Linked DNA regions of Mus musculus: all the other regions are linked to region 4. A link is a contact called in public promoter capture Hi-C data. All regions are on one chromosome and are shown on one strand. Each heading gives the region's core, a stretch centred on a gene start, on an enhancer-like site or on the middle of the called end of the contact. The rest is flanking DNA. Distances are from core to core; before and after follow the strand shown. Region 1 holds the start of Zc3hav1 (zinc finger CCCH type, antiviral 1). Region 2 holds the start of Ttc26 (tetratricopeptide repeat domain 26). Region 3 holds the start of D630045J12Rik (RIKEN cDNA D630045J12 gene). Region 4 holds the start of Mtpn (myotrophin). Region 5 holds the start of Zc3hav1l (zinc finger CCCH-type, antiviral 1-like). Region 6 holds the start of Ubn2 (ubinuclein 2). Region 7 holds the start of Svopl (SV2 related protein homolog (rat)-like).

Region 1 (3,568 bases), core at 602-3,101, 2.8 Mb after region 4:
AACACGATAGCCTAGAACCAACCATTCATTACTTCTGCAACACTCAGATGTGAGCCCTGGAAGAGGAAAGGGCAGAGGGATTAGAAATTATATAAACTGGGGGCGTGGAGCCGGGGATAAGGTTGGAGAGCTTGTTTGGAGGGAGTTTGGCCTATGTGAGCAAGACACTGGTTCCTCAGACCCCTGGATGAAGACGCAGGCCTGCACAGGTTATGTGTTTGGAAATCATCTCGGTAGTTATGACAGGTGAACCCCAGCAAGTGATCCTTGTCTTGGAGAAATTTGGAAGACAGCAAAATAAAAGGACTTGAGCCAACCCTTGGAAACGCTTATGAAGAAGAAGAAGAAGAAGAAGAAGAAGAAGAAGAAGAAGAAGAAGAAGAAGAAGAAGAAGAAGAAGACCAAGTAGGACCAGAAGCAGCTGCCTGAGAAGTTAAGCCACATTATTTCATGCAATTTGAGACAGTGGGTCGGTTGCAAGAAGGGGGGGGGGTGTCGTAGTACAGGCCACCACGCATACTAGGAAGAAGGCTGAGAGGCCACTATACCTTTAGTTATCTATCTGGCCAGGTGGAGAGACAAGGAGTGAAGGGTCACAGCGATCCAGGAGTTGGCGCACCCGAGACACAGGAGACTGGGCAGCACCGCTAGGATTCTGGGGCGATCGCAACATTCGAGGTACCAGAGTAGCAAGGAGAAAAAGGTGTGCCTGCAACTTCTACAAACTCTGGTTGGTGCAAACGTACTTTAATTAGGATTCTGGTGGGAGGTGAGAAGGGTAGAGAGGCAGCCTTGTCCGCCTTTCCAATAGCGCTTTGGCTACAGATTTTTCAACCTGGGGGTCTAACTTCACAGGAGTCGAATATGACCATTGGAAAACACAGATACTTGCATTACATTTCATAACAGTAGCAAAATTACAGTTACGGAGTAGTAACGAAAATAATTTTATGGTTGAGGGTCACAAACCTGAGGAACTGTATTAAAGGGTCGCAGCATTAGGAAGGCTGAGAACCACTGGTCTAGAGATTAGGAGGGATAGAGGGAGAAGGGGTTTGCAGCCGAGTGAGCCATATCCACCCGGTTCCCGCCTCCCCTAGGAAGCTGCCCCGCGGCGCCGGACTAGGCAATTAGAGAACCTTCCCCATTCCCGCTGCACTCACCGCTGGGACTGTGCATAGTGGCACCGGCCGAGCAGATTAAGCTTGCAAAGGTGCAGGCTGTCGCAGGGTCTCTGGCAGTACTTGCGACGGCAGACGCGGGCTCGAGTAGTAGCCACCACCGACCGAGTGATCCCGGCCTGGTCTCCAGTCTCCAATAGCACAAAGCGATCGGGCCCTGCTGCCTTCAGCAGCTCGTAGAGTTGCGCTTCGGGGAGGCTGATCTCACCCAGCAGTTCCTCCAGGGTCATGCGGCCCCCGTGAGCGCACAGGATCTTGGTGATGAAACAGAATACCTCGGGATCCGTCATGGCGCGCTATGGCTGCCGCTGCTCCGGCCGCTGCGCGGGACTCGGCTTCACGGAGAATCGAAACTTACGCGCGGTCCCAGGGGCGGACGCGGGCGGTGCCGCTCGCAGAGCAGAGCGGTTTCGCTTTCCAACTCCGGCGGTGGTGTCGCGAGGCCCGACCTCGACGACGAGGTCCTGGGGTCAGATTTAAAGTCAGCCGCGCGGGAGAGCGAATGGGAAGCGAGCGACGTTAGGCGGGCAGGTCCGCCGCGGCGCGGTACCCTCGGTTCCAGGCTAGACGTGAGGTCCCCCGAGCTCGGGACTGCAAGGCTGCTACCAGGAAGAGAGGAAGTAAGGACGTTCGTGAGGCTCGGGTGGAGTTTTGATGAGCCTGAGGAGAGTGACGCATCCTGGGGGGCCCACTAGAGGCGTCCTCAAATCAGCCCCACCCAGCCCCGGAAAGAGCAGACCTGGTGAGCGCTTCCTGTAAGCGGGACTCTCCGCCGAGTGTCGTCAATGCTCGCCACCACCTTAGGACATGGATATTATCCGAACTCCGCACTTGGGGAAATAACTTGAAGGAACAGGTGGAGCTCGGATGACCGAGGTTCTCGAGAGTTTGTTTCCGGGCCTGATTCCGCGGCACCAGATCTAGGATTACGCACTTTCTACCCAGTGCCGAGCCCCTCTTAGAGGGCGGTGATTGTTACTCTCCCTGGTTTCTTACGTAGCCTTCTCCAGAGCTATTTGAAGACCCACTCTTTGATCCTTTCTGGCCTTGCTAACTTAAAATCTCCAATTTTGGTGCCTCAAACCAACTGCTTAGAATGTCTTCAGATTTCCCCCACCCCTCCCCCCTTGGCATGAAGATGATTTTTAAGGTAAACCCTTACCTTACCGTAGAGTTACTGTAGAGACAGAAGGAAATAATAACTAGATTTCCCTTTGAGGAAAGCAAAGGCTGATGAAATTAAAGAGCCATCCGTGTCCCCAGGGAGCTTTCCGGAAGATTCTGCTGCTCCAAACATTAGCATTAAAAAAAAACTCCGATTGTCCTTCCAGACTCCGTAGTGAAACACACTCACCACACACAAACCTTATACGCTCTTCGGCCTCCTCCCCTTGTTAAATTGTGACTTTAAAACTTCTTTTGCACAATTGTGTTTAGTTTGTCTCATCTGTATTCTCAGCTAATTTGCAGGCCAGTAAACACTAGACCCAAATTAGAAAAAGAAAGGGGCTTTCCTTTCAGCACTCAGAAATGAAATGAATGGAGCGCTCACCGATCAGATGGGAACCCTTTCTTTAAAATCTGCAGGCACGGTGCAGGAGAAGTGTGCACTGCGATGCTTTCAAACTTCACAAGAGGGAGGTGCGAGTGACCCCACCCACTCAGACAAACACACGCTAAAATAATATTAAAAGCTTGGCGTGGTGAAGGCATGCCGGTAATATCAGCACTTGTGAGACTGGGGCAAAGGGATTATTGGCCAGGAAGATAATTGAGCAGGTAAAGGCACCAGTTGCTAAAACACAGGACACTAATTTGACCCCCAGAATTTCCCCACATGCTGGGAGAGTTTACTCTAGCAAGTTGCCCTCTGACCTCCACAACACTCTTTCTCTTCCTTCCTCCCTCCCTCCTCCTCCCCCCTCTCTCTCTGATAAATGTAATTTAAAATTTAAAAACAAATTCATAAGAAATAAAGTCTTTCAAATTCTTCAGAAACCCGAATGAGAATCCCTCTGGTGTGGTACGCACAGCCGCTCTCTCTGACTCACTGGAACGGTGGTCTGTAAAGCAGCCAAGCCCGGGCCTCATCTGGCTGCTTGTTGACTCTGACTCTTGCTTCTGTCTTGTCTTTTAATCCACTTGGCCTTATTTTCAGTCTGGCAGGTTTCCAGAGCCCCATTCTTATCAAATCAAGTAAGATCAATGTGTTTACTATCTTCGGTATGGTCCTTACAGTAGTGACTCTGAAGACACAGAAATCAAAGAAACAATCCCAGCTCCCAGAGGGCATCAGCTTTAGAAATAGCAGTGTCCCGTTAGGGGGTCAGAGGAAGTCCCTTGAAGGATCTAGAATTGTCAACTCCCTCCTCCTGGGGATGGATGAG
Region 2 (3,360 bases), core at 140-2,639, 2.8 Mb after region 4:
GAGAAACCCTGTCTCGAAAAACAAAGCAAAAAAAAAAAAATATATATATATATATGTGTGTGTGTGTATGTGTGTATATATATATATGTATGTGTATATATATATGTATATATTGCAACTAAATTAACGCTGCTCTGGAGTAAATACTCCATTCTTGCTTTAATTGTACACACATTTTTATAGTTTCTAATTGTGTATAGGTGTGTTGAAGAACCAGCCTGCTTCCATCCTAGACTTTAAAAGCCCATTTATAGCTGGGTGTGGTGGCACATGCCTTTAACATGAGCACTTGGGAGGCAGAGTCAGGCAGATCTCTGTGGGTTCCAGCCAGCCTGATCTACAAAGAGAGTTCCAGGATAGCCAGAGCTGTTACACAGGGAAATCCTATCTTGAAAAATAAAACAAAAAGCAAAGCAAAGCAAAAACAAAACAAACAGAAGTCACCTTATAGTAAAAACAAACTAGGTTCATTCCTGCTTATGATTAAATTTTTGTTTCTCAGATTGAGCTATGCCTCGCCTATAGCCTTAACTACAAATGGTTCTGTACTGACCGTTCCAAGAATGCCAAATCATGACATTGTTTCTAAAAGTTGTTTAGAACCATCTTGCAACTCTACCTTTGTTTCAAAAGGTTTTATAACTACCTTGTTATGGCTATCTGTTGTTATGCCCACCTTGCAACCATGACTGTTTCAGGAGGTAGTTAGGACTAACTTGTTATTGTTATATTCTGCTCTTATAACACCTCTCCCTCCTATTTTCCCCATTTCACCCCCGCAACCCCCATGATCTATAAAAACCTTGTCTTCCTCACATCCAATGCTGATCTCTCCAAACTGGCCTTAGAGAGAAGCAGTCCGTGTACACGAATAAAAAAGCTTGCTTTAATTAATTTGGTCATGATGATTTGGGGTGGTGGTCTTTCTCCTCCCATCTTTGGGATTAACATTGTCTCGAGGAAATATTTTGGTATCACTTCTGCCTCCAAACTATCCTTTGCTTCAGCAGGTACCAGCAGAAACGAGCAGAAAACAGAGACAATGTACGAGACAAGCGGAGCTGTTGTCGTCCTCACCCCAGGCAAAACGGAAGTGGTCCTTGAAAATTACCTTCCCAAGAAACTTGCTTTTGAAATATACTTCCTAGTTGTAATAGTACTTCTAAATCGCCTTTTCTTAAACTGCTTTCCTAAGTAGAGACACAGCCCCATTTTCATCCTCAGCACAAACAACAAGGATTAACTCCCTTGAGAGAAGCACCTACTCTTCCAGCTGCGGAAACACACGGAACCAAGAAGCTTAGGACATTGGTTTTGGGACGAGCCCTTTCTCAGAAGGACCAGCCTCCCGGCGGCGTTGCCGTGGAAACGGAGCTCGCTGTGTGGATGTGGCAACTCGCCGAAGCACAGCCTTTGCAGACTATCTGCAGCGGGGGCTCACAGGACCGACGCCAAGATGGTTAGTGGCTCTGAATAGTAAGGGTGGGGGATTTTGAATAGGTTTGTACCTGGGTTTAGAGTTCTCAACGCACTGTTGGATAGAATCTAGGTGCGTCTCTAGAGGGCGATCCCTTTATCCCTCCAGTGTTTCCACCGGGAATAGGGAGGGATGCGAAGAAATCTATGTACCTCGATGCTCTCTTCCCTCCTGCTTCTTCATTTCCCGATACTAGACTGTGAACTGGAAAAAAGAATCTTGGAAGACCTAGGTAGTAGAAGCTGCGTGAGTGTTTGTTTGTCTCTTATGGATAAAGTTGTTGGAAGTAGCTATTCGGTTCCCCTTCAGTAGTAGGTAATGGTCCTTTTACTAAAATGCACAATAAAAAAAGAATCTGAATAGACTTCCTAGGGTCTGATGGTAAGGGTAGATCTGACTGAGAGCTGTTACCCTCAGTTTAAAAATGACTTTTGATAGAACAGTCTTTGCTATTTGTTTTACAGATGCTTTCAAGGGCCAAACCCGCTGTGGGCGGGGAGTCACCGCACACTGACAAAAGAAAGAAGAAAGGGAGGAAGATTCCAAAACTAGAGGATCTACTTTCGCAGAGAGATTTCACTGGCGCCATTACCCTATTGGAGGTAATGTCCAAAGAAGGTTTACTTCTCAGTCTGGTGGATGGTGGGTTGAATGCTGGTTACTATGCTATTGGGACGGGTGGGTACATTATGGGTAATCCAAACAAACATAGCCAGATGCATATTCCAGATTCCAAGTTAACTATAAACCTGATGAAATACAAAACATTTTGGACTGGAGAGATGGCTCGACATTTAAAAGTATCGGCTGCTTTTCCAGAGGACCTTAATTCCCAGTACTCACGTGCCTGCTCACAGCCATTAGTAACTAAATGTTAGGAGATTCAAGGCCTTCTGGCTTCCTTCAACAAAACATATGGTATGTAGACATACATGAAGACAAAACACTTGTACACATAAAATTATTAATTTTTAGTTCCACAAATGGTGAATACAGTATTACATTTAACAGTGTCAATTCACACATTATTTACCATAAATCCTGAGTGATTTGTAACTTCTTCCTATTTACATTTTGGTTAAAAAAAATAAGTGATTTTTACTATTTACAATTTAAAACTATTGTAAACCCATAAAACATTTCAACTCTGTATGTCAGGGTCATTTTTTTAAACCAATGCTAGGTGCAAATCTCACTTTTTTAAAGATTTATTTATTTATTTATTTATTTAATGAAAGTACACTGTAGCTGTCTTCAGACACTCCAGAAGAGGGCACCAGATCTTGTTACAGATGGTTGTGAGCCACCATGTGGTTGCTGGGATTTGAACTCAGGACCTTCGGAAGAGCAGTCAGTGCTCTTAACTGCTGAGCCATCTCTCCAGCCCAAATCTCACTTTTTAATATGCATTGGAAATACCAAGGATAGTTAGCTGTTTCTGTTTCTAGGCGATTGCTTTACCAATTTGAATTCACTAGCTCTGCAGTGATGCATAGGAAGCTGCATTTTGGGTAAGTAGTCTGAGAAATCCTTCTGACCTAAAGTTGTCCTGGGAGGCTGAACTTTGAGAAACTGCTTGTGGAAAGCACTCGGTACAGAAGAGTGCAGGGTGCACCAAGGGACAAAGAGTTCTGACAGCCAGGTCCAGTTATCCTGTGCTGTAATCTATTGTATCACATTTTTCCACCGGCCACATTAATGTGAATCTATGGTCATGTAACTCTGAAACCGTCCATAATACTTGTTTGATTAGCTTTATGCATGTTTCTCAGTGAAACATACATGTAAGAAGAACCCTATGTGTCTTGCTAGTGCTTTGATATTGAGTCCACTTGTTTGGCTCTCGTGTGTCAGCTGTCATCTTTGGCAGTAGGTGAGTTGCC
Region 3 (3,248 bases), core at 464-2,963, 2.7 Mb after region 4:
AGATGCTAGCTAAGGTAGGCAAAGTTTCTGCAGCCACTGCACACACAGCCTAAAAAGAGGCCCACTCTGTCAACCCTACCTCTGCTGTGGCTCCCTGAGGCAGCGTTCCACCCAGCTAGCGGAAATCTCTGGAGGCTTCGGCTGTGACCCCGGCCTGTGGGTCACGGAAAGAAAAAGGGGAATGGAGAGCTATAGCAATTCCTCTCATCATCCAGGCGGTGACCTTGAGCAAGATGCTTCTGCCTCGATTTCCTCCTGATCGAGTGAATGGGTCCCAACCTGTGCTCCCTTAAGTCCGTTCCTCGCTTGTATTCCACCATCCCCTTTGTGGCACTAGTTATAATGCCCACAGTCGGGCCTAAGGGACACCTTCAAATGCGTTCTACTTCCTTCAAACCACTTGGCAGTCCTCTGGCCCTGCTCCCACAAGCAGGCAGGGTTCTGGGCTGCTTTCATGGCTTTTCTGTCTCTCCTGAGCAGTGAGAAGAAGCTCTCCACCTAAACTGCTCCTTTCTCCTTTCCTTTCCTACCCACAAAGCAACCAAGCACGTGTGGGCTGGGGCAATCACAGGATGCACTGTGTCACCTCAGAGATGGTCTCCAGTCCAGTGCAGTGCGTGCTCAGGATGGATAAATAAACATTTCGGGGAAGCAACATGAATTAAACCATTTCCTCAACAAACAAAACCCACCCACACGCCTCATAAATCATGTCTCTTAATCCCATGCTGATGAACAGTCACTAAATTGCATCTATTATAAAAACCAACCATGACTCCTTTCATGCCCTGACACTTCAGACTCAAAATATTTTCACACTCCATTGTAATGCCTTTGTGGAGGTAATACCAATAGCTAGTTCCCTGGAAAGATCCATGGCCAGGGCGCTTTCCAAGAGATTTTTTTCTTTGAATGTTCTTTGTGTCCTGGCGCACTGGGGGACACAGCCAGCTTGCTTGCATCTGGGGTAACACTGGGTGTTCACGGCAATGCACAACTGCTCTTCTGCACACACCAGATGCATCCCTTTGCCCCAACAATAAAAGTATCCCAAAACATTCGCTACGCCACATTCACACAACCGTGCACAAACACAATTCCAGTGCCTGCATTTTGCAAAGGGGAAAAAGAAAATAGGCATCTTCGGAGCAGAAACCACCAAACCCGCCTCGGGCAACATGGTTCACGGAAGACTAGGTTGCAGACCTTTTAGCAAGACCGGTCAGAAACCGCTCGCTCTTTTTTCCTTTGGATTTATTCCTCTCCTCCATGCCTTTATTTGCAGGGCCCAGGAAGAATAGGAAAGCATCTCCAGCAAGGAGGGCGAGGGAGCGGTGAAGAATAAAAGAGGATGGGCGGGTGGGGAAGCCAGGGGGTGACGAGCGCGGCAGAGAAGGCGGCCAGGGTGGCGGCCGCGTCCCGGGGGGCTCCGCGAGGCTTACCTGGGGCGCACGAGGCCGGCCCGGCGAGCAGCAGCAGCCAGAGGCCGGGGAGCAGCAGCCCCGGGCGGCGGTGGCGGGAGGAAGGCCCGCGGCCGCACCGCTCCGGCACCAGTGCAACCCTGGCGCGGGGCTCCCGCTCCATGGCCACGCGTCGGCTCCCCGACACCCCGGCCTCCGGGCGTGGGCGCGCTCAGGCCCGGGACGCCGGCGTCCGCTGCGGCGGAGACTGGGCGCCTAGCACCGGCGCGCAGCGAGGCCGGCGAGGCGGGGGCGGGCCGGGCCGGATCCGCGGACTGGGGCCGCTGCACGCCGGCCGCGCCGCTCCGCCCCCTCCCGAGCCTCGCAGCCGCTGCCGGGCAACGCACGGCCCCGCGCGGGGAGGCGAGCACCACCTCCCGGCCGGCCCGGCGCCTGCCTGCGGGCGGCCCGGCGGAGGGCGAGGCGGGACCCGGTCCCCGCCCTCCCACAGGACCCGCCTCTCAGGAGGGCGCCCGGGACGGCGCCGCCCCGCACCCGCACCCCCGGGGCCCTAGAGGAACGGTCGCAAACCGGGTGATTCCGGAGCACGCTCCTCCCGAGCCGCCCACGCGGGGCGGGCAGCAGGTGTGTGTGCGGGGCGGCCGTGGTCCCTGGCAGACCCCGGGCTGCTGAGCGGACAAAGCCGAGAGAAGTCGGCTCTCTTTCCCAGAGCCCGCGCGCTGGAAAAGAATGGGGAGGAGGCACACAGGGCTCAGCCCATCCTTTGCCTTTCCAGAGCTGTGCCACCTTGTTGGCAAAGGTGGGCCTTTGGTAAGACCTAGGCCTACTGCCCTGAGCTTAGTGAGTCTTCAGAAAGGGGCTACTGAAGCTGAATCAAAGTGGACAGACACAAACACACAGATCCAGGCCTTATTTTTTAAAAAAGAAAGTAGCACCAATATATGATGAAAAAGACCTTGTTGGGGGTTAGTTTCCTGGGGAAATGGGGGTGTGGATGGGAGTTAGCATGTGTCTCTGTGCTAAGAGCCAAGTGCATTAACTCTGAAGGCCGAATAAGGTTGGAAGGTCCTAGAACACACTACAATTTTGGACAGTTGTATTTCAGAGGTTGCACCAGCCGTGGTCTGCAAGCCGTGCATAAGAGAAGTATCTTGTTGAGTGAGAAACTATGACAGACAGTGGGAAATGTCAGCCATCCAGACTGGCCAAGGATCAAGGTTGCTCTTCAGTGAGGTAGGCAAAAGACCCAGAAAGATGCTACCCAGTTTTGCTGGGCAAACTCATCTATCTAGGCAAAGAATCAGAAGTTCCTGTTCTGAAAAAAAAAAAAAAATAGGCACCTGTTAAATTTCAGGGAAGATGAGAATCTAGGTTATAAGCTTTTGTTGATGACCCTAATTTTTGCGTTCCATTGTGTCACTTGTCATAAGCAACCCCCATACATTGCTCTCCTGCTCCCCCAGACATATACATTCTTGGAGTTGTCTCCAGCATACCCAAGTAGAGAGTTTGCTTGTCTGAGCATGTTTGCACCCTGACCACAATAGCCCTAGGTATGGCTCCCCTCTCCTCGCTTTTCTCTGAATTACTCACCTGGCCACGGGGCACAGCCTGGAGCAGCTCTTGACATTTAGTCCTATTGTGTTGTTATTTTTTATGAACTTGTTAGTCCACACATACACACACACTAAGTTAAAATGACGTTCTAACATGTTATCGCCCCACACAGGATCCCCCACGGCTCCAGGAAGATTTCATTATATATTTATTGATGGGAATCTATGTGTCCTTTACAATTGGCCTCAGCCTCCAGGAAGTTCCCAACTG
Region 4 (3,292 bases), core at 600-3,099:
CAACTAACTTCAAGTCATGCTGAGACTGGAGAGTGAAGCAAGGTAGTCTTGATAAACCTCAGCTATGCAGGACAATCACCCAATTTCCACTTTGGATGAATGGTTCAGTCATGAAGTTGTAAGTTAACATATTGACAACAGAAACAATTTCATGCATGTTATTTTTGTAACTGTAAATTCTTTATTAATGTTTTGTATTTTAAATCCCCTATGTTTGAGCAGGGGCTGGAAAAACAAGAGCCACTCACTTTGAGACAATCGTGTGTTGTTCCACTACTGGTTGATGTATTTTTCTATAACTCTACATTGAAGAGACGGTAGTTCAGGTTTCTATTTGTTACTAGCTAAGGTAGTCAGAAGGTAGCTTGCCTTAAACATCCATTACAATCAACTAAGCAGATCAAATACATGTGAAAAGTCTAAATTATAAGGCATCAAGTGGAGAAAAAACTATCATCCTTGTACAATCCTGTAGTTAAAAACAAACAAACTAACCAACCAATCAACCTGCTTCTGCCTGTTTCCTAAAACAAGTCCTGTGAGGCAGGATGCCACCGCTCACACCTTTTAAGATTTAAAATCTTGACCGCAGGCTCACACTTTTTGAAGAGGACCAAGATGTTCACAGTTGTCACAAAATTCTACTTTCGGAAAATAATAATAATAATAATAATAATAATAATAAAACTATAGAAGTTCTCCTTACAATTACAAAAGGAGCAATTTAAGACCCAAAGGCAGGCCAGGTCAGAACTTTCCAAGTACCTCCAAGTATGGTTTTGAATTTGGGTTTCTTAACCATATCCCAAACATAGCGTGATCAGACTGCAGTACTATTTACTACACACGCGCGCGGACTTCAGATGAAATAATGGAGTACCCCAAGTTAAAAGGCTTTTTGAAAACTACTCCGATTTCCCAACACCCCAGATGCCAAATGGCAACCTTACCACTCGAAGCAAACGATACACACACATACACATATTATGTGGTGGTGGTGGAGAGGAAAAAGGCCACACCCAAGTTAAAGACTTTCAGAGCGAAGTGACACCAAGTTTCAGAAATTTAACTATGGCTATTTTGGGGCAGCTCATTTCACGGGTGACGGATCCTCTGAATCCTCCCCATCTCCACCAGGCCGCACGTTCAGGAAATCGTTCCCGATTCGAACTGCTCGGGTTTCCTTCTCAGGAACCCGGTGCGAGGCCAAGATGGAGAAATGCCTCATTCAAAGATTGCAGTACCCGGGGTATTAGAGGGCCGGCCCGTGCCGATCGAGGGAGACAACCAGGCGCCCGTTACCTGCGGGGCTGGGACAGGCCACAGCCGCCTTAGCAACAACACAGCGGTTACCTGGCACCGAGGAGCCACCCAGATCCAGGCCCTGCGGCGTCCACGAGTCTCCCAAGCTGGCCCAGCTCCCGGTGTCCCCCACGCCCTGGGCTTCACGACCACCCACCCCGCCGCAGCGCAGCATCAGCGCCGCGCATCCCCGCTCACCTTAGCCACATAGTCCTTCACCTCATCCAAGTCTCCGTTTTTCAGGGCCCACATGAACTCCTTGTCGCACATGACTGCAGCGGGGTGGGCCGGCGGGCCGGGCAGGAGCGGCGATTAGGCCCGACGAGGGGACACGAGAAAGCGACGCGCCTCAGGCCGCTGAGCGGGCGAGACTGCGGGTCGCGGCTACGGTTCGGGCGGGAGAAAGTTCTTCTGCAGCCGTTGGGCCCAGCAGAGCAGGTTCCGCCTAGCTGAGGAGAAGCAGGACGCTTACACTTCCGGTTCACGCCCCGCTAGGGCCCGCCTCCCACTTCCTCTTCCTCTTCCTCTCTCCAGAAAGCTCTGCTCGGGACCCCGCCCCGACTGCTTACCTCAGGAGAGCCACTTTTGCGCAGGCGCATTATCCTGGCCGGCCAAGGCAGAGTAGAGGCGTGGTTCCAATGGGCGGGGCCGTGAGGCTGAGTAGAATGTTCCTGGAGGTCAGGAAAATCAGGGGCTGAACCTGGGGAGGTGTTGGATGGGAGTAGGACACTCCAGTTCCACGACAGAGGGGAACGTTAGTTTCCAGGGCTCACTTTCTAATAATTCTAAAAATAACTAATAATAATAATAATAATAATAATAATAATAATAATAATAATAATGTGTTTAGATTCTCTCTCTCTTACTATCCCACTTTAAACTAGTAAAAGAGGAAAAACAAAAAACCAACCCACTCTCAAAACATTTTTATTGAGACTTTCATCTATGCATATAGTATGTTTTGAACAAATTCATTCCTGAATCCCTTCTCCACTTCACCACTACTTTTCCTTCACAACTTTATGTGACCTCTCTTCTTAAAACAAAACCAAAAACAAAAAACCAAAAACCAAATTTTCATTTACGTGTATGATAGTTTTGACAGAATATATACATTTATGTGAACCAATGTGTGCGAGTGCCCGAAGAGGCAAGAGGAAGCATAAAATCTGAGAGAGCTAGAGATACAGACAGCGGTGAGCCTTCATATGGGCCATGCTGGGAACCAAGCCGGGCTCCTCTGCGAGAGCAGCCAGTGCTCTTAACCTCTGAGCCATCTCTGCAGCAGTGCTCGGGTCTTGTGTTGAGCTCTCTGAACCCACTTAGCGCTTCCTGTTGAGTGCATACGTGTGGGACCTACTGGTTTGTTTTACCTTTAGGCATCAAACTCTATTCCTATTCTCATACATCAGTGGCTGGGTGGGGCTCTCTCCCTTGGTCTTTTCTCCTCTCTCTCCCACTACCACTCTTGGCCTTTCTTCTCCCTTTCCTCAACCATGCAGTTTCTTTGGGACATCCACCAGAAGGAAATAAAAAGGAAAGAATAAAACTTTTTTTTTCTCAGAAGGAAATCTTCAACACGTAGTTGAGACAACGGTGTCAGTAGGTTTATTTCTTTTTAATTGCATACGTACGTGCTTGTGTACAGATGCACTGATGTGGGCATGAGTGTGCATACGTGTAAACTCAGAGGACAACTTGTGGGAGAGTACTCTTATGTAGGTCCTAGTGACTGAATTTAGGTCACCATCGGGCTTTGTCACAAGCATCTTTCCTGGTTGAGCCATCTTGCCAACTCAACAACGTGAATTATGTACATTTACTTTCTATGGTGGAAAATACTTAAGTGTGTGATGGCAATTAAAAACTAGGAGCTTTTCCTGACCAACAAATGACCGCTAACAAACATGCGTAGCATCATTAAAAATTTGTGTGGTTTAAGAAGCACTCACTTTTTATTTGATTTGTAGCAAACAGAACTGTTTTTCTG
Region 5 (3,680 bases), core at 1,147-3,646, 2.8 Mb after region 4:
CTCAGGCTGTAGAAAGAGACATTCTGGATGGAAGTGTTTGTTCCTCCTGCCTCTGACAGGAATGTCTACAATGATCATGCCAGATTAAAATCTTATAGGGGGCTGGAGTGATGGCTCAGAGGTTAAGAGCACTGGCTGCTTTTCCAGAGGTCCTGAGTTCAAATCCCAGTAGTTCATAACCAGTTACAATGAAATCTGGTATCATCTCCTGGTGTGCAGGTGTACATGCAGGGAGAACATTGTATACATAATAAATAAATCTTTTCTAAAAGATAAGAATTGCCTTTTCTAAAGATTTATTTATTATATATAAGTACACTGTAGCTCTCTTCCGACACACCAGAAGAGGGCATCAGATCCCATTACAGATGATTGTGAGCCACCATGTGGTTGCTGGGAATTGAACTCAGGACCTCTGAAAAAGCAGCCAGTGCTCTTAACCTCTAAGCCTTCTTTCTAGCCCCAAATAAATAAATCTTTTAAAATTATTTTATGGGTAGTCTCATAAATTTGAGATGATTCTTTTGTTAATAAATTCACAGAAATAGAAACAAATGTGTTAATTTTACCACTCCAGCAAATAAAAATGGGTAGTGTTTAAGTATCTGGAACCAAATCATAGTACTTAAAAGCAGTTAAAATGGGGGCTGGTAAGTTGGCTCAGTGGGTAAGAGCACCCGACCGCTCTTCCGAAGGTCCAGCAACCACATGGTGGCTCACAACCATCCGTAACGAGATCTGACTCCCTCTTCTGGAGTGTCTGAAGACAGCTACAGTGTACTTACATATAATAAATAAATAAATCTAAAAAAAAAAAAAAGAGTTTCTTTAAAAAAAAAAAAAAAAAAAAAGCAGTTAAAATGAACATCTAAAGTGGTGGTGGGAGGTGGCTCCCTATCACCTTCGCCTTTGAAGGGGCGTGGATTAGCAGAACAGAAAGCTAGCCTCAGCTAAATGACAAGTTCACTAACATCCTGGGCTATTTAAGATCCTATCCCAACAAAAGAACACAAACATCGAGGGATAGACATCAGTGAGAGAAAGCCTTGCCACAGTTGATGGTAGGATGGCGACTTCTCAAGGACTCACCTCTGGGAAAAGGCAGGGGTCGTTCTGCAAAAGCAGGATTCGCAGCTGCCCTTCATTGAGGCCAAAAAGCCCCCGGCTTTTCAGGACTTGGACGTTGATAGGTGTGTGGATATCATGGGACAGAGAACAGGTAGACCTAGAAGAGTTCAAAGCAGTCAGGAGGCCGGGTCAAGAAGAGGGAAGAGGCTGGTGGGTCTAACTCTGCCTAGGGCATTTCCACTTCACAAGTGAATTCCCCAAGTACTAATAAAACAATTCGGATTGAGGCAACTCAGCTTCCAGGGGTCATTTCCCTGTTCTGTGAGTACCCTACCCTCAGGCTTTTTTGAGATTACTTATCTGTTTTTGTAAAGACTAAAACGTAATCTTCAGGCCAACAACAGCTGCTGGCCTCTCTTTGTCCACCAACACTACAAAGAAAGCACTAGAAAGCTTCCCGGATTGCTGCAAAGCACTGGGCTTGGGCTATGCAGCACTATGCCCTCACCCCATCCTGCCACCAGTTTCCTGCGATTGGACACCAGATTTTTAAGCGCGAAAGGGCTGTGGTTATGGAAGGAGGGAGAGAAGGGAACAGAAGTTCCGCGGGCCATAAAGCCCCCAGGTGTCCCTCAAGCGGCATTTGGCATAAGTGAATTCAAAAGTGGCAACACGGATTCAACCGGGCTGCTGTTGTGGAACATCCTAGCATCCTGGGACAGGGACAGCAAATTGGGGGGCGGGGGGGGGGTGAATAATAAACCTCAGTGGAGAGACCTTCCATATTATTTCTCTCGGCGACTAGGTGCACAGGGCGGCCAGCGCGAAGGCCTTTGTCCCATCCCACCCAGGCTCGCCGAGAAGCATCCGGAAGGCGCATCCCGCCCGCCCGCACCCACTGCCCCGCTGGACACTGAGGACTCCGCCCCTCACCAGCAGTCGCGGTGGGGGCACTTGCCCAGCATGTGGCGGCGACACAAGTGCAGCTGGTCGCAGCCCTGACACTCCCCGCGCTGGTAGCGGGCGCAGAGGCGCGCGGAGGACACGGCCATCACCCTGCAGGCCGTGGCGCCGCCGCCTGAGCCCGCGCCCGCGCCCTCGCCCGCCGCCACCTCGGCCTCTGCGTCCCACGGGCCGTCGCGCAGCTCCACCTCCTGCAGCAGGAAGCGCTCTGGACCCGCGCGCCGCAGCACGGCCCGCAGCTTCGCCTCCGACAGCTCCACGTGGCCGCGCAGGTCCTGCAGGAACATGCGGCCGCCGTGAGCACACAGCACCTTGGTGAGGAACGCGCACAGAGTGAGGTCCGCCATGGCCCGCCAGCGCGTCCCCGCCAGCCCGGGGCCTCCAGGCTCCTCCCCGCCGCGGCCCCGACCGGAGCCTGCGAGCTGTAGGGGGCCGGGCCTCAGAAGGCAGGGCCTGAGCCCCTGCAACATTCCTGGCTCCTGGGTTCCTGGCAGATACCGGATAACAGGGAGGGCTGCAAAGAATGTAAACTGCTGAAGTGGTTCTCCCAGCCTGGGGGCGCGCGCCTGGAATGTTAGCTAGCACCTGGGAGGTGGGGGCAAGAAAAGGCCGAGATCAAGGCCAGCGTCCTTTGCAAAGGGGAGTTGGAGGCTAGCCTGGACTACATGACACCCTGTCTCAAAAAACCTAGTAAGGAACCAGCACAGTGGGTAAAAACTTCCTAAGTGTTGGGGTCCATGAGTCGCCCCACGAGCTTACACAAACCCCGATTTCAGTCAGATAGGGATGGTTTATTGAACACACACCATAATACTGATCAATCAGCTCCATGCCTCAGATGGGATTGAGCCATGATATTGTTGATTTTTCTCTGTCAGCTTATAAATAAACATTTTTCCTATTGTCAAATTGGTGACAATATACATAAACACCCACTAAACCTAAAAGGATTTTCCTTCCTAACAATGGACAAATTCCTAGCGTATTATTCCTCTACGGAGTGGTCGAGAGATATTCTATGGTTTCGTCGCTATGATTCCTTAATGGAAAAGAACCCTGTTGCTCCTGTAGAACCTGCCTTTCCCTGTGTTCCCTCCCTACTAAGAAACGGTTTACATGGAATCCTTATCTGCTTACCAGGGAGCCCAGCCGAAAATGTAAACTGAGAAGTGGTTCCTTGGGATTACCTTGTAAAGGGTCTGCTCTCAAACAATCCTTCTCTGTTTGCCTCTGAGAGAAGCCGACCTAAGATACAACTGAAAAAAGAAAGATTCAAGTTGAGAAAGGGGTTAGAGAGGAATGAAAACCACATGCACACAGAGAGAAGAGACGTTCAAGCAAGATAGAGATAGGGAAGAATTTTACTTCAAGGGCACTGATGTTGTAAGCAAGTGTATCCAGAAGTTTAATAAGACTGATTCTGTATGTTACAGAATAGATGGACTGGGAAGACAGCCCAGTGGATAAAACACTTACTAGACAAGTGTGAGGCTGGAATTTGAATGCCCAGATCCTATACAAATACAGGAAGATGTGGGGGCCACTTGTAATGCAAGCACTTGGTAGGCAGTGGCAGGATCCACAGGGGCAGCTAATTGGCTAGACTAACCAAATGGGTGAGATCCCGACTCAGCCAAAGACCTTGCCCT
Region 6 (3,636 bases), core at 732-3,231, 2.9 Mb after region 4:
TAGGTGCTTATTTGAGTAGCTTACACCACGGTTAGAACCTACTTCTCTCTGTGGATTGATGTTCAAAGTATTTTCAAGGCACCCAGAATTAGATAATTGTATGAGAGGTTACCTACAGAAGAGCTTGACTCAAGGACAGACTGACTGCAATTTCTGGGATAAATGGCAGAAACTGAACACAGGTATAGCCCTCAGTCAATTGGAGATGGGATAGAGATACATCAGAAAGTGTTCCAGAAGCCGGGCATGGTGGCGCATGCCTTTAATCCCAGCACTCGGGAGGCAGAGGCAGGCAGATTTCTACAAAGTGAGTTCCAGGACAGCCAGGGCTATATAGAAAAACCCTGTCTCGAAAAACTAAAGAAAAAAAAAAAAAAGAAAAAAAGAAAGTGTTCCAAAAACTTTAATTGCCCATTTTAAGATGGCAGAAACAGAGTCTGTGGGCAGAAAGGTCACTTCAATCCAAAAATAGGAGACCCAAACAGAACCAGGAGCAGTGGAAGGAATGTTGGAGGTAAAATATAGTGTCAAGAAAATATTGCAGCATTGTAAGGAAGAAATTCATCATCTTCCTCTTTTTTTTTTCTTGTTGCTGCTGCCAGTTTTTTTTTTTTTTTTTTTTCCAGACAGGGTCTCACTATGTAGGTCTGGCTGTCTTAGAAGTCACTAAATAGACCAGGCTGGCCTTGAACTCATAGAGATCCGCCTGGCTCCAGAGTGCACCCACTTCCATTAAGAAGTGTTAGCTGGCCGGGCGTGGTGGCGCATGCCTTTAATCCCAGCACTCGGTAGGCAGAGGCCAGCCTGGTCTACAGAGTGAGTTCCAGGACAGCCAGGGCTACACAGAGTAACCCTGTCTCAAAAAACCAAAAAAAAAAAAAAAAAAAAAAAAAAAGAAGTGTTAGCTGACCTGCAGTTGTCTATGTGGACCATGTTGAAATGTAACAGCCTGTATCTTCCTGACACTAAAGGGATACATCTCTACACCTGGCTTAGAGCTAGCACAATCTTTTGGGTTGAACATTCCATCACCATTTGGTACACCTTTGGAAAGGAATAGAAGAGCAAATATTAAAAACGTCTGTGACGACTCTTTGACTCAGCTCTTCAACATCTAATATAGTTGATGCAATTAACAAGCTTGGGTTTCCTTGAGGATGCGGCAAGGGAGTCTTTCAATTCCCTTTCTATTGAATAGATGAAAAGGGCTAGTAATTCTCGTCCGTTAAAATCTGAATTCCAGTTCGTTTCCCACGATGCTCCAACGAAGCCTAAGCAACGCTCCTTCCCACTCAAAGATGAGCCGTGAATTTTCTTCCCCCGGGAGCATGTCCCCTAAAATAACACCAAAGGCTGCCAAGACGTTCAAGTCTTCAAGAACTGTTCCTTTGCCAGTTCAATTTCCCAACTGAGGCGCGTCACTGAACGTCTCACCGCCATGCGCAAAGCGGCTAGGAAGAGGTGTGGGAGGCAGCGGTGTGGGAGGCAGCGTAGCGCTTTCGGGAGGGGTCTGAGGAGAGTTTAGTTTTCGCCTTTCTACCCTGGACACCTCAGGTGACGGGACAACAGACCGGCGGGCCCGGCGCCGGGCCGCGAGCCCCTCACCCCTGCCCTGGGTCCGCCTGGAATCCTCAGCTGACAACCCTGTTCCCCAGCGCCGAGAGCCAGAGGCCAACGTCGGGCGGGACCCGGCGCCATGACTGTGTCGGTCCCAGGCACATCGCGACGCTCACCCTAAGGGATCGGCGAGCGTGCCTCGGTTTCCGGGCGAGAGGAGGAAATCACTCAGGGAACCCCAAACCCCTCCTTTGAAAGCAAAGCAGAGAGCGTCCCCGTTGCCACGGAGACAGGCCTGTCTGTGACGTCACTTCCGCCGAGCTGTCTGGCCTCCAGACTGTTGAGAGGAAAAGGGGAAAACTGAGCAACAGCCACGACTGTGGACGCGAGCGTCTCGAGTGTGCGCATGCGCCCGCTCAGCGGCCTGCTTCTATTTATGTGGGGGATCCAACATGGCGGCTGCGGCGACCCTGGCGATGGCGGTGGAGCCCATCAGAACGTAGTAGCGGGGACGGGGACCCGGTCCGCACTCACGGTGGCGTCCGCGGGGACAGCTGAGGGTGCTGGAGGGAAGAAAAGTGACGGAGAGCAGAAGGAGAGGCGGGCAGGCGCGCCGTGCGGCGTCGAGGCGAGAGCCGGCTCGAGCGAGCGCCGAGGGCCAGAACAGTGGGGATGGCGGAGCCGCGCAGAGTCGCGTTCATTAGCCTGTCACCGGTGAGGCGACGCGAGGCCGACTTCGCGGGCGCCGAGCGCGAGCCCCCCCGACTGGAGCCGCAGCCGTACCGCGAGCCGGCCCGGGCGGAGCCGGCCCCCCGCGCTGACGCGCAGCCCCCGGCGCGCGACAAGCCGCTCCCCCAGCGCGAGGTCAGCCGCGCCGAGCCGCCCATGGCGCTGCAGCGCGAGCCCCCGCGGCCCGAGCCGCCGCCGCCGCCGCTGCCCCTGCAGACTCCCCCTCCGCGGGAGTCGGCTTCCCGGGCGGAGCCGCCGCCGCGACCGCCGAAGGAGACGGTTCGCCTGGAGCTGGTGCTCAAGGACCCCACGGACGAAAGCTGCGTGGAGTTCAGCTACCCGGAGCTGCTGCTGTGCGGAGAACAACGGGTACAGAGGGTCCCTCCCTCCCGGCCGCCCCACAGCCCGGGCGCCTCCGGACCCGCCGCCTGCCCGGGCTGCTCTGCACTTCGCTCGCCCCGGGGGTGGGGTGGCGGGGGCCGGGCAGCTAGACGGGGCGGGAGCTGCGCGGCTCGGCCCTCCTGGGTGGCCGATGCTGCCCCCACCACACCGCGCCGAGCCGGTTTTCCTGTGCACCTTTCGAAACCTCAGCTTTTTCCTCCTTTTCCTTTCTGTTCCCCACACCAAATCCCGAGGCCCTGTGAGCCGTGCGGCTAGCTTCTTGTGGCACTTCCATCTGTCGTTCCGGTAGAAGGGAAGCGAAAAAAAAACCTTGGGGGACACGCCCCCCGGTCTGAAGCGGAGAGATTGTGTGACCCCTTCTCGGCTCATCCTCATCCTTCCTCAACCCAGCTGTACCGTGCGCCAGGGCTGCTGAGATGGGCTCGTGGCCGGGTGGTTTATTTTCCTTGATTGAAGGGGATTTAAGAGAAATTAAACATTTTCAGAAACTAATGATTCCACGTTAGGAATGAAAAAGTGGATTCGTAATGTGGTTGCACTTGTGTTGGTAAATATTGTTAGCTTTGTGTGTGTGTGTGTGTGTGTGTGTGTGTGTTGAGTTTGTGCACATTGTCTTTGAATGGAAAGGTCTCTTGTCTTACCCGGTGGCTGCCCAGTCATATTATTTGAGTGGCTCTCATTAGTTCGAATTGGGAGCATTTTGTCCGTTGTGGATTTCTGGAGAATGACGGAAAAAAAAAAAAAAAAAAAAAACATTCGCTTTGGATCAAAAAAAAAAAAACTTAGGAAAATACATCGGTATGCTTTTGAGGGAACCGGTGAACAATGGGATTAGGACAGCGGTTTGTCGGTGATTGTAATTTTTATTGTTGTGGGCTGGTGATCTTTAGGAAGGGGAGATGGGAGAGAGAGAGACAGAGGCAGGAGACAGACATTGCTCTCTTGTTT
Region 7 (3,247 bases), core at 31-2,530, 2.5 Mb after region 4:
GGTCTCTCCTTGGCCTGGAGCTTACTGCTTAGGCTAGACTGGCCGGCCAGTGAGCCCCACGTAATCCTCCTGTTTCTGCCTCCTCAACACCGAGATTATGAGTGTATGCTACCTCATATACTGGCTTTTTACGTATGTACTGGGGATCTAAACTCAGCTCCCATGCTTACACGAGCTAGCCCTTTCCCTCTGCCATCTCTCCATCCTCTAGTTGGTAACTTTTTATGAAGTAGTGGCATCTAATTACACAATGGACTCTGTAGTGCATTAAATACTCTCCTTCCCCAACAGCCATCGGTCGTTGCCAACAGCTCCTCAGGTAGGTGAGGGTCTCATGAGGAAGAAGAGAGGGGAGGGGAAGGAGGAAGGGATGGAGGAAGGAGGGAGGGAGGAAAGGAGGAGAAGAGGGAGGACAGGGCAGAAGCTAAACCAAACTAACCCAGAGAAACAAGGAAAAGAACTAGCATCCCAGACAGCTCTTCCTCAAACACTGAAGTGAGGATGCAAGGCATGCCCCTCAAACAGCCAGAGAAGGGGATACGGATAGACATGGAGAGATTAAGGGTTGACTCTGCCACTCAAAAGTGCAGGAGGGGCCCCAAGTAACCAAACTCCCAGAAGACTGATAACTTCATTCTATTGTCTTTTGATATACTGAATAGAAGCCAGAAAAAATTGGGCCCCTATAGATCTTTTTTATTGATGTGTGATGCAATTGTTTTATAGCATCATCAATAAGGGGCTGGGAGAATACTTATATAAGGACCCCAATTTCAAATTCCTAGAACCCATATAAAAAGCCAGTATGGTTGTGGCCCTCTATAACAGCACCAGGGAGGGCAGGGCGGGGAGGGGCACTGGGTTTCGCTGGCTGCCAGCAGAGCTCCATGTTCAGTAAGAGACTCTTTCTCAAGGGAGTAAGGGGACAGGGATACAGAGAGCACCTGGGGTCCTCATCTGACTTCTGGGAATGTGCATAGGGCATAAGCCTATGTGCATGCACACACACACACACACACACACACACACACACACACACACACATTTACACACACACACATATACCTCCACATATACAATACATAAATACTTAAAAAAACAATTCGCACTCCATTTGCTTCCAGCCACACACAAATAGTCAGCTCCCCTCCCTACACTGAACAGCAGCAGTAAAAACAGCCTGTTGCCTGAAAGTTTCTCACCTCTGTGTTCCTTGGAACTTTCCGATTCCAGGTCCCTGTGCGCTGGCTGGCTGTCTCCCCACAGCCCTCTGGCAGCACTGGGGGCCTCTCTCCTCTGAACTCACCTTTTAGAGCGGCCTGGCCCCTTCCCTCCCCCCACTCCTTTCATCTCACTTCTCCAGACTGGATTCATTAAGGAGCCACCTGGCGTTCTGAGGTCACACCCCCTCCAAAACAGCCCTCACCGGATCCCTTGTTAAAGAGAAAATAACAGTGTTCTCAGAGAGATTGAAGCTGCCAAGCCTCCGAGTGCCTTCTTTAGATGGGTGACCAGAAGAACACCAGCACTGAGAACTTAAAACTCCCAGAGGGTCGTGGCAATAGGAGAGCCATGGGCTTCTCAAAGGCACTTAAAGCTGGTCTATTCTGTCAGCTGTCACTGGTTTGAGCATCCCCTCCACTGCCCAGGTCTTACAATCCCTCTTCTATAGTCTAGAGAGGTGGAGAGCCCCCTATGTGCCAAATGTGCCTGTGTTTGCGTTCCTCATCATGTACATCATTGGACAAGAAATGGAATTATTCTCCCTGCCAAGTTCATAGAAGATTTGGGCATTGCTTCTATCAACCCCAGTCAATCTTGACACAGGTCAGCAGATGGGGTCTAAAAGATAAGATTCTCAAGCTTCGGGAAGATGGCCAGTGGATAAAGTGCTCACCACACAAGCATGAGGACCTAAGTTCAAATCCCACAGAAGCTATGTAAAAGCCAGGCACAGTAGTGTGAGTCTATAATCTCACTGTGCCTATAGCAAGATGGAAGTCAGAGACAGGAACTTCCCTGGAAGCTCACAGGCCAGCGAGCCTGGTGTACCCAGTAGTCCTCTAATCTCCATAAGTGTCATGGAAGACATGTGCCTGCACCTGTATACACTAACACATGCAAGCATACTCCCATCTAAAAGGAAATTTTGAATACAATCAGCTCTTTATGTAAAAAGGACTTAGTCAACTGTAGAGCATTACAAATGTGACTTAGTCTTACTTCTAGGGTTTCGATAGAGTTGGCAGGTCTTCACCTGGATTCAGGCCATTTAGAAAGACCAGTGCACACTTTCCTCAGGCACTTGCGGGAACACCAGTCCAGGGATCCTAATACATTGGTTCTGGGCTCTCAGTCCCCCAACTATGAGGTAGTCTCCGCCTTTGTACACTGTTCCCATAGCTCACCATGCCTGCATCTCCTGCTCCAGTTACCCCAGCACAGTGTGTGTTGACAATAAACAGCGCCCCAAGCATGATGTCATGTGGTCATGTTTCATTTCTCAGGACTTAGCGATGCAGAGAGCCAGGCTGGGCCTCCCTCTCCCACAGAGGGCATTAGCTGTGCTTCCTCCTGTGGGGTGACAATATTTGAGAGTCCCTCAACTTGTAATGCTAAGCCCAAGACAAGGGGGAAGAGAAGGGAAAACAAACTAATCCTGCCCTGGGGATTAGGTTGTGCAACCCCATTGTTCGGCCTTGGCGTTGGCCTTTAAATGCTGGTGCTAAATGTTAAGGATTAATTTGGAATAACGACATCTTAAACAGTGAATAAAGCAGACATTTATTTTCATGATTATAACACTTGAAATACTGCAGGAACTTCAGGTGAGGGGGTTCCTGCCTGTCATCTCAGCATTTGGGAAGTAGAGGCAGGAGGAACCTGAGTTCAAAGTCAAGGACATCCTTGGCCGTGTGGTTATTTCCAGAACAGTTAAAGCTAGAGAGACCTTGTCTCAAACAGAAAGGAAGTAAAATAAAAATAAACTATCACAGGAAGATGGTGGTCAAGTGTCATGTCCGCCCCCCCCCCCCCCCCGTTTCCCAGTTATTTTAGTATTTGATCATGAAGACTACACATGAAGTCCGAATGATTCACCAAAGTAGCCCCTCAGTTAGGTGGCTAAGTCCTGTTAAATACTGCACCATACACAGCTTCACACTGCAGACAGCCATTCAGAAGGACTGCAGCATGGGACACCTGGCCTGGGCTGATGTCAGAGACAAGAGTGAGAGCTTCTTCAGCT

The links. Promoter capture Hi-C pulls out the DNA fragments that hold promoters and counts their contacts.
Region 1: a promoter capture Hi-C map of pre-B cells shows a contact between it and region 4, with 3 times the contacts expected there. The contact joins the promoter of Zc3hav1 here to the promoter of Mtpn in region 4.
Region 2: a promoter capture Hi-C map of liver shows a contact between it and region 4, with 2.0 times the contacts expected there. The contact joins the promoter of Ttc26 here to the promoter of Mtpn in region 4. A contact is called at or near these places in 2 of 39 promoter capture datasets (hippocampal neurons and liver).
Region 3: a contact with region 4 is called in a promoter capture Hi-C map of hippocampal neurons, with 7 times the contacts expected there. The contact joins the promoter of D630045J12Rik here to the promoter of Mtpn in region 4. A contact is called at or near these places in 2 of 39 promoter capture datasets (hippocampal neurons and liver).
Region 5: a contact with region 4 is called in a promoter capture Hi-C map of pre-B cells, with 5 times the contacts expected there. The contact joins the promoter of Zc3hav1l here to the promoter of Mtpn in region 4.
Region 6: a promoter capture Hi-C map of pre-B cells shows a contact between it and region 4, with 4 times the contacts expected there. The contact joins the promoter of Ubn2 here to the promoter of Mtpn in region 4. A contact is called at or near these places in 2 of 39 promoter capture datasets (liver and pre-B cells).
Region 7: a contact with region 4 is called in a promoter capture Hi-C map of hippocampal neurons, with 4 times the contacts expected there. The contact joins the promoter of Svopl here to the promoter of Mtpn in region 4. A contact is called at or near these places in 3 of 39 promoter capture datasets (the C10 cell line, hippocampal neurons and pre-B cells).

Annotation. Positions count from the first base shown.
Region 1 is chr6:38,352,752-38,356,319 of GRCm38.p6, forward strand. Zc3hav1 (zinc finger CCCH type, antiviral 1) reads right to left here and starts at 1,852. Exons shown (of 13, transcript NM_001347122.1): 1 at 1,164-1,852. The coding sequence starts at 1,471.
Region 2 is chr6:38,380,135-38,383,494 of GRCm38.p6, forward strand. Ttc26 (tetratricopeptide repeat domain 26) reads left to right here and starts at 1,390. Exons shown (of 18, transcript NM_153600.2): 1 at 1,390-1,459; 2 at 1,942-2,079. The coding sequence starts at 1,457.
Region 3 is chr6:38,252,426-38,255,673 of GRCm38.p6, forward strand. D630045J12Rik (RIKEN cDNA D630045J12 gene) reads right to left here and starts at 1,714. Exons shown (of 20, transcript NM_194061.3): 1 at 1,443-1,714. The coding sequence starts at 1,584.
Region 4 is chr6:35,538,039-35,541,330 of GRCm38.p6, forward strand. Mtpn (myotrophin) reads right to left here and starts at 1,850. Exons shown (of 4, transcript NM_008098.4): 1 at 1,501-1,850. The coding sequence starts at 1,572.
Region 5 is chr6:38,296,863-38,300,542 of GRCm38.p6, forward strand. Zc3hav1l (zinc finger CCCH-type, antiviral 1-like) reads right to left here and starts at 2,397. Exons shown (of 4, transcript NM_172467.3): 1 at 2,002-2,397; 2 at 1,090-1,225. The coding sequence starts at 2,378.
Region 6 is chr6:38,431,944-38,435,579 of GRCm38.p6, forward strand. Ubn2 (ubinuclein 2) reads left to right here and starts at 1,982. Exons shown (of 17, transcript NM_177185.4): 1 at 1,982-2,655. The coding sequence starts at 2,230.
Region 7 is chr6:38,045,716-38,048,962 of GRCm38.p6, forward strand. Svopl (SV2 related protein homolog (rat)-like) reads right to left here and starts at 1,281. Exons shown (of 16, transcript NM_177200.4): 1 at 1,203-1,281. It overlaps Atp6v0a4 (ATPase, H+ transporting, lysosomal V0 subunit A4), which reads right to left. Exons shown (of 21, transcript NM_080467.3): 21 at 2,768-3,247.